Linked DNA regions of Bactrocera dorsalis: region 1 is linked to region 2. A link is a contact called in public Hi-C data. All regions are on one chromosome and are shown on one strand. Each heading gives the region's core, a stretch centred on a gene start, on an enhancer-like site or on the middle of the called end of the contact. The rest is flanking DNA. Distances are from core to core; before and after follow the strand shown.

What was found. Hi-C and Micro-C count contacts between places; a contact is called where the count stands out from the background.
Region 1: a contact with region 2 is called in a Hi-C map of whole body, with 9 times the contacts expected there. The contact joins the enhancer-like site here to the promoter of LOC105227737 in region 2. A contact is called at or near these places in 2 of 2 Hi-C or Micro-C datasets (both in whole body).

What each region holds. Positions count from the first base shown.
Region 1 is chr3:85,140,464-85,144,566 of ASM2337382v1, forward strand. All of the region lies in intron 5 of LOC105227737 (protein dead ringer), which reads left to right. Among protein-coding and RNA genes, the nearest start is that of LOC105227737, 48 kb to the left of the region's middle. Within about 2 kb of position 1,753, the one cell type or tissue checked has open chromatin away from gene starts, as enhancers often do.
Region 2 is chr3:85,091,572-85,095,556 of ASM2337382v1, forward strand. LOC105227737 (protein dead ringer) reads left to right here and starts at 2,671. Exons shown (of 11, transcript XM_019990858.3): 1 at 2,671-3,985. The coding sequence starts at 3,924.

The DNA of each region.
Region 1 (4,103 bases), core at 503-3,002, 48 kb after region 2:
TGTTGGCTAGTCGCTGCTTCTAACAAGGCCTGTCTAAATTGTTTTCTATTTTGTTTATTCTTGACTATTATTGTAAGAAAAAAGTTTCATTTCGTTTTATAAAATATTCATGGAATGAAAACAAAAGGCGAAAATCAATTTAGAACCCCTATTTATACTAGATATTTAAGAGTGTGTGTATGCTTTTGTCCTTTCTGGCTACCATATAGTACAAACTAGTTAAATCGCTCGCCAAAAGACATACTAACAACATTACAACAACAACAAAATATAGTGATTATTTTTACAGACAACAATTTCGGCGTCGAAAATATGAATTTAAAGGTTGCCAAACAATAGTCGAGCAAAGGAAATGAAGAAGGACCTACAATGAATATGGCAAAAATAAGGCGAATGGAAAAAAACTGTGAAATCAGAGATTAGTGGTGACGAGTGGCATTGTAGGACTTAGTTCGTTAGTTAGTTATAATTATATGCATATACCTAAATGTCTGTATGTATTTATGTGTGCATAATATGCAACAAGAATAAGGCAGCGCAATGCATTTTTGAAGCCTTGAAGGCATACGCAGCGAAGTGAGTGTGAGTTGTTACTTAGATGTAGACATACATACATACATACATTTGTATAAATAAGCAGATTTTAATATATGTAAGATATGGTATATACATATTTATAGGTTATTGTTATTGCAATTGCAATGAAATTGATATTTTTGGTAGTGCATTGTTTGCTTGGGCCAAGTAGCCTGGCATTGCACATTGTCTTGACGCGTCCTTTGCGGGGTTTGGTGCCTTGGGTCAGCAATAAATTAATCTCAAGTTGAGTTGTGCTAAGCTGAGATTGTCGGACCCTTAGGTTGTTGTGCTAAAACCCAAATATACAGAAAAAACATGTGTGTGTGTTGTTAGTATAAGTGTTTATGTGAGTACGTAGTGAGGCAATGGTCATAAAGTGCATAGAAATTAACATTTTGTGTAACGGCATGTATTTGCGTGCTGCATGTGTGTGTGTAGGAGTAATTTTGTTTCCGCCTAGAAGACAGTATTGTCTTGTCGACTATGATTGCCACTTCCAGGAATTAGAATATTAATTTGAACAGCAGCTTAGAATAAATGTGTGTATTTGTTATGTGTATGTGTGTTTTATATAAATATGTACATACATATGCATTTATACAGGCATATTTGTATTTAGAGATCATATCTATTTAGAGATTGTCAGCCGATCGTTTATTTAGCGCTGTCTCACTCACACACGCCAGCTTGCCGTGCTACTTCGGCTAGGTAGCTGAAGAATCAAATCAAACGGGGCCTAAGATTGTCTGTAAGATGGTCCGCAACGGTCTTTATATGCCACACAAATTTAGTTTTATATATACAAATATGTGTATGGATATATAAATATGTATGTATGTATGTGAGCTACTCTCTATCGCAGCGCATTTTGATTGGTCTATCGCTCGATTTTATTACCCTTATATTGTATCATCGCACGAATTGGCTCACATGCTGCTCGTTTACCCACAAATAAACTAATAACACACAAACACACATATACATATGTACATGTATGCACTCGTTCGCACAATTAAAATCGAATAATTCGAATTGAAGAGCAGCAGCGGTCGCAGCTCTCACTGTGTGTCTGCGCCTCTCCCGCGGTCATCACGCACATATACACACGCACGCAATTGCTTGTGATGCAAACAGGTTTCCTTCATTGCTTGATTTCTTCGGCATCTTTGGCGTCGCTGTCGCAGTCGCTGCGTACGTCAGCTGCGGCTGCATTGCGGTGGCCGCCTTTGCCGTGGGCTGTGCGCTGCTGGCCTTCCTTCATTTTTATTGCTTATGCATGCCGCATTATCAGGTCATTTTCCAGAAGTGTCGCTCTTTACCGTTTCTATATATTTTTATATAAGCATAAATATGCATGTGTGTGTTTGTTTGTGCATCCATTCAACCTTTTCGGCGTTTGATGTCCCTCACTTAGATATTTGGATGAATGGTCTGCGCGCTCTATCGATCTGCCTGCTTGCCTGCCTTCTTTGCATCTCCTTTTCGTACGTGTGTGTGTGTGTATGTGGATTTATTGCCGTCATTGTGTTTGTCTTCTGCCTGCTGGTGTGCGTGGCTGTGTGCGTTTATGATTGTTATTTTATAATGTGCATCTTGCAGTGCATTCAGTTGATTGACGACCTTTGATATCGCAGCATCGTCATCGCAATCACTCGGGTGATTTCGTGTCTATATCAAAACTCATCAATTTGTCGCTTTAATTCGATTTGATAGATTTTACACGGTAGCACGGACAGTCGGAAAGTGGAAATCGAGGCGATCACTTCGTGCGTTGTGGCTTCCTCGGTTTTTATTGGTGTGTGTGTTGATGTGTTCATAATATTAAATGATAAGTACATTTATAGAAAATTAAGACAAATCTTGTAAATTCAAGTGATTAATAGACAGAATTTTCAAATAACTTTTGTGCAGTGTTAATTGACATTAAAAATAAATAATTTAATTATAGTAAATGTGAGTGTTTCAAAGTGACAAACTATTAGTACACAAAAATTAAAAAGTTTATAAACCAAGAATAAAACAATTTTGCGAATATATAAAAAAAAAAGAAAAACAATTTTGTGAAAAATAATTTTAAAAGGAAAATTTAGAAAAAAATAATTATAAAAAACAATTTATCAAGCGTCTAACGGCAGTAGAGCGTGCTTGTTTGTGTATGTGTTCAGCAGTGTAAAGCAAAGTTTATGAAACCCAACAAAATGCTGATTTCAGAGGATCAAATACAAGAGGTAAATTTTATAGCGGACCAAGTATTTTAATTTTTTAATTAAATTTTTTTATAATTTTAAATAAAATAATTCTGTAGCAATAAAATGTTATACAATTCTTGTAATCAAATTTTTATAATTTTTTTATTATTGAAATTTTCCAAATTTAAATCAAAATTAAAAAATTTCATAATTATAATTAATATAATTAAAATAATTTTCATAATTATAATAATTAATTTGCAAAAATTTTATAACTAAAATTAAAGTAAATTTTTGAAATAAAAATTTGATTAATTTTCCAAATTAAAATTAAAATATTTTTTTTTTAATCATTATAATTAAATTATTGTAAAATTTTTTAATAAAATTTTGTGATTTCATAATTAAAATCTATTTTGTAAAATTTTTATAATTGTAATTAAAATAATTTTTCGAAGAATTTTTATAATTAAAATTAAAATCCACTTAAATAAAATTTTGCAAAATTTATATAAATGCAAATTCGTAAAATTGTAACTTTAATCCAAATTATAAGGAATAAGTAAATAAAACGGATTCACAAAACAAGCAAATCAAAGCTGAGAGGTAACTGTTTTTCATGAAAGCAACAAAGCTGGGCATTCGTATATGGAAAAGCACAGGCAAACAATGCCTTAACCCTGGAATGCAACATGTAAACCTTTAATTTTTGGGCTTAAATTCGGTGATTTAATTATTTAGGTCTAAAAACTTCAGTACTAGCTTTACAAAATCGATGCCTTAAACATTGAGTGCAATATTTAGACTTTTGGCCGATTTTGGTTTAAATTCACGATTTCAGGTTTAAAAATTCACTACTAGTTTTACCAAACGAAAATTAAGTCTTAAAATATAACAACATATATGTATAGAAATTTATAAAAAAAAATCAAGTTTATTCACATTTTTATCAGTTTGAAAATAATATTCATTCGACTTTTACTCTTCCGACAATTTTTCTATTCTTGACTTACCTTACTGTCCTTGAACTTTGTAGGTAGTCTTGTTTTTCATAAGGTGTGTCTGTATGCGTGCTAGTACCTGTGTATGAAAAGATGAAGAACGAAGCAGAAGGAATTATTAGATTATTAGAAGAAGAATTATTAAAACACAAAAATACAGTTACACACCATTGTATGTATAGATATGCCTTAGGATGTACTAAAATCGCTCATAAAATAAATAATTTTAAGTTTCATAAAATAATATTAAATAATTATAAAATAAATGTTTATATTGATATTTTTCTTCAGAAAATTAACTTATTTATGTTTCAAAACTCATTGTTTCGAAAGT
Region 2 (3,985 bases), core at 1,421-3,920:
AGCGGTACTAACGCGCCCCACTTTGAACACACGAATGGGCCGGCACGATATCAACGCCGAGCTGCTGCAATGTATCGTATGCAGAATATGTATGCGCGCCACAGCTGGGAGAGCGCACATTTTATATTGAAACGATACGATTGTAATTCCACTACCACCTGCCAGGCAAATGGCAACAACAAAGTCAACAGCAATAGCTACAGTAGCAGCAGCCAGCAAAACAACCAACCACGCGGCCAAGTCACCCGACGACTGCCGCGCACACACTACAAACAACGAGCGGAACGAAGACGAGCGACGCGGTGCGGCGCGTCACGTAGAACGCGCAGCGCCAAGCTCATGGCAAGCGCTCCAATAGCAATGAAAATATAATTGAAAGAAGAGCCAACAAGCAATACAACAACAGTAATAAAATATATTCGTGCTTGTAGTAGGGATGATCGATATTCAAAAAACATCGATGTTGACATCGATGTCATAATCGAAAGCTCAACATCGATGTTCGATATTTATCAAAAACCGAACATCGATGTTGGATCCATCGATGTTGGATCCATCGATAATTTTTACATTAATAATTGACAAAGAAATAAAACACAATATATAAATTCGAAATTTATTAAGCCACAGCCAGTGTGCATAGCACATTTACGACTTATTTTAAACGTTTTTCTCGATGTTATACTTGTATTTTTAAATAATCGTACCGCATATTTCATTTTAAATTCATTCATATCTTTAAAAACATGAAGTACAAATTATAAATAAATGTTATTACAACTTTAAAAATAAAATATTAAATTTCACAGTTTAATGGGGAAGTAAGTATATGATTGTCAAATATCTTATAAAAATATAAAAGCTGAAATTGAATTTAAAAATTTTAGATTAATCTGGCTTCGTTATTTTCAAGTTTTTCAAAAAATTCCCAGAAGCGACTTTTTGGCGGCATTTTTAATTCTATTCATTTATAATTTATATGCATTTATAACCTTAAAAAGAATAATTTCCTTTAGCATGCGCAAAAAGCAAACAGATGAATTCAATATTTAGATAGAATTCAATCATTAAAAACTTACATATTGTTGTATTCCATGTAATATAAATATATATATGCACAACACCAGTAGAATACGAACAAATCAGTAAATTTAAATAGGTACGCACAACACAATTTTTTATTAACAAACAAATAGAAGTGGGAGTGAGCGTAAATGTGCAAGACGAATCACGAAGAACGAACGAATGAAGGGAACGACCGGAATGACGCGTTCACATTGTGAACGCAGCCACAAATCAGTTTGTGAAGTTCACAACTAAAAAATTTGATTTGTGGCTGCGTTCATAGAAGACATAATTTGTTTCCCAAGTTGGTTGGTTTGGTGGACGTCCGTGTCGTGCGTGAGGCCGTAAGTTGACATCGATGATTGATTCCGTTAACATCGATGTTGCGATATTTTTCGTATGGCAACATCGATATTAAAACATCGATGTTTTTGCTTTCAACATCGATGATCATCGAACATCGATGTTCATCGAGCATCCCTAGCTTGTAGTTGTTTTAATGATTGTTATATAGCCATGCTCTGTGGCGCGGTGAAAGGGCGAATGAGCGCCGTTGTGTTTGCTGCACGCGGATTGGTTGCGCTACAGCACGGCATATACCAACAAAGCGCAATAAAAACCCCCTTAATAATTGCCTTTTTTCGACTGAATATTGTTATGATATCCACATGTTGTTGTTGTTATTATATTAGTGTTGATGGCACGAGGCGCATAGCGCACAAATAAAGAGCAGCAGAAATCTAATAAGACGAAACCAGCGAATGATTGGAAAAGTGAAACGGTAACGAAACACTGGAGAGCGCATAAAAAGTTTCTGAGCGCAAGAGCGCGTGCAAGCAGAGAACGTACATTTATAAATTATACGTTCTCTGGTGCAAACGCATAGGAACAAATTGTGTTCCATAGCGCAACGCGCCGGACTGATTGGCATTGGCACACTGCGAGCGCAGCAAATAGGTGAAAATTTCAAATATATACTTACATACATACTTACATATGAATTGATATTGGTACACCTTCTTGTTTTTGTTTGCTATTTTCTTGATTAGGCGCGCGCAAGCTAGGCGCGCACTCTCTCGCTCTCTCGTGCATGCTCTCTTTCATGCATACGTGTTTATCAACGCTTATTGCTGGCGGCAATCAACATTTTGATCAATTATTGCAGCCAACCGCGGCCCCCAGCAATCTACCGACGCGGCAGCGCGCCACTTTTTTCTCCTTTTCTGGGTGGCGGTTTCGTTTATTGCTATCATTTTACTGCTGTTTGCCGCACACTACATATTCATATACATATGTATATGTATGTATGTATGTTTGCGCCTTTTTCTTGTTGGTTTTCGCATTCAATTGGCGCGTGTATCCGCATGCGGCGCTCTCAATTCCAATTCGAATCGAGTTTTTAGCGCGTCGCCGATGCTCGCCGCCGACGCTGTCGTCAGCGCCTCTGCATCACGTTGATTTGAATCGTAACAGCGAAGTGTTGCTGCCCGTGTTGTTGTTAAAGTGGGTATATTTCATCGACGCTCTACCAATTTGCTGCTCTGCTGTGGCTGCGCGCTACCTCTGCGTTGCTCCGCTTAGCTGGTTGTTTTGTTGGTCGTACTCATTCGTGTCTGGATCGTTGTCGCTCAAAGAACCACAATACTGTTTATTTTTTGCTTCAGCGAGTTTTCTGCCAATTTGCCGTTTATATTGGAATTCGATTGCGTGAAGGCGCTAGAGTGGCAATTTAGTGAATAATTGTGCAACACACAGGCGAGAAAAGTTAATAAAATTACTAATTACAATAAATTCATAAATTTATGAAACAATGTTATGCAAACTTAGCGGAGAAGAGTGAAAAATTATAAGAAAAAAAGAAATATTAAACAATAACAACAGCAAAGTGTGTGAAATTTATACGGAGAAACACAAAAAGGCATAGTAAAAACAAGTAACGGTGCAGTGCTTGTATGCATAAACACACATAAACAAGAATAGGTGACAAACAAACAAAAACGAGTGCAAATCATTTTATATGAAAAGTGCATCAAATTGTAGAAGACTTGGCAGTGCCAATTAGTAAACTTCAGGCGAGTTTTAAAAAAGGTATTTTGTTAAAAAAAGTAACAAGGTTAATAACAATTTTACAAAATAAGGCGAAAAATACTTACAATTTACTTTAACAACAACACCTATTGCAAAGAAACCTCATACCGAATGCAAATTACAACTACAACAGCAACAATATAAAAAAACCAACGTGCGCCAGCAGCTTTGACAACGGCAGTTTTGTCTGCGTCGGTGGCTGTGACGTCAGCGTTAGCGCAGCTGCATTGTTTTCATAAGCGCTGCGGAACATTTTTAACGGTACATCGTGAACTTATTTGTCATTTTTCTTGTAAACACCTGATCAACAGGCGCTGGACATTAAAATAAGAACGCTGTGCGTTACTGCAAGGCAAACAGACATACATACATACATATGTATATATTAATGGTTTCGGTGTGCGGGATTGTGTAATGTTGTTGTTGTGTAACACACGCAAATGATGTTTCTATCTTTTTGACTTATGCAATTTTCCAAAAATAAATTTGCCAATATTGAAGATTTTATAAAAACAACAACAAATTGATAAACAACAACAGCAGCTTGCAGGCGGTTTCGAGTGCGTGCAAAATCTTACAAAGCAACAACAACTAATTGAACAGCTGCTCAAATAAAGTGATTTAAGCTTGAAATATTCCTCGCAAAACTGTGTTTATGTGTGAGTGTATGTGTGGAAATACGCGTATTTTATTTATTGTGACAAATTTTGTGTAAAACGTGAAACTTGTGGCAAAATAAGAAGCGAGTGAAAAAATTGTTTCTTTAATAAATGCAATTGTATAATATGGATTGTACTGGCCGTCGTTCGAATCAAAGTGAACGTGATCCAGA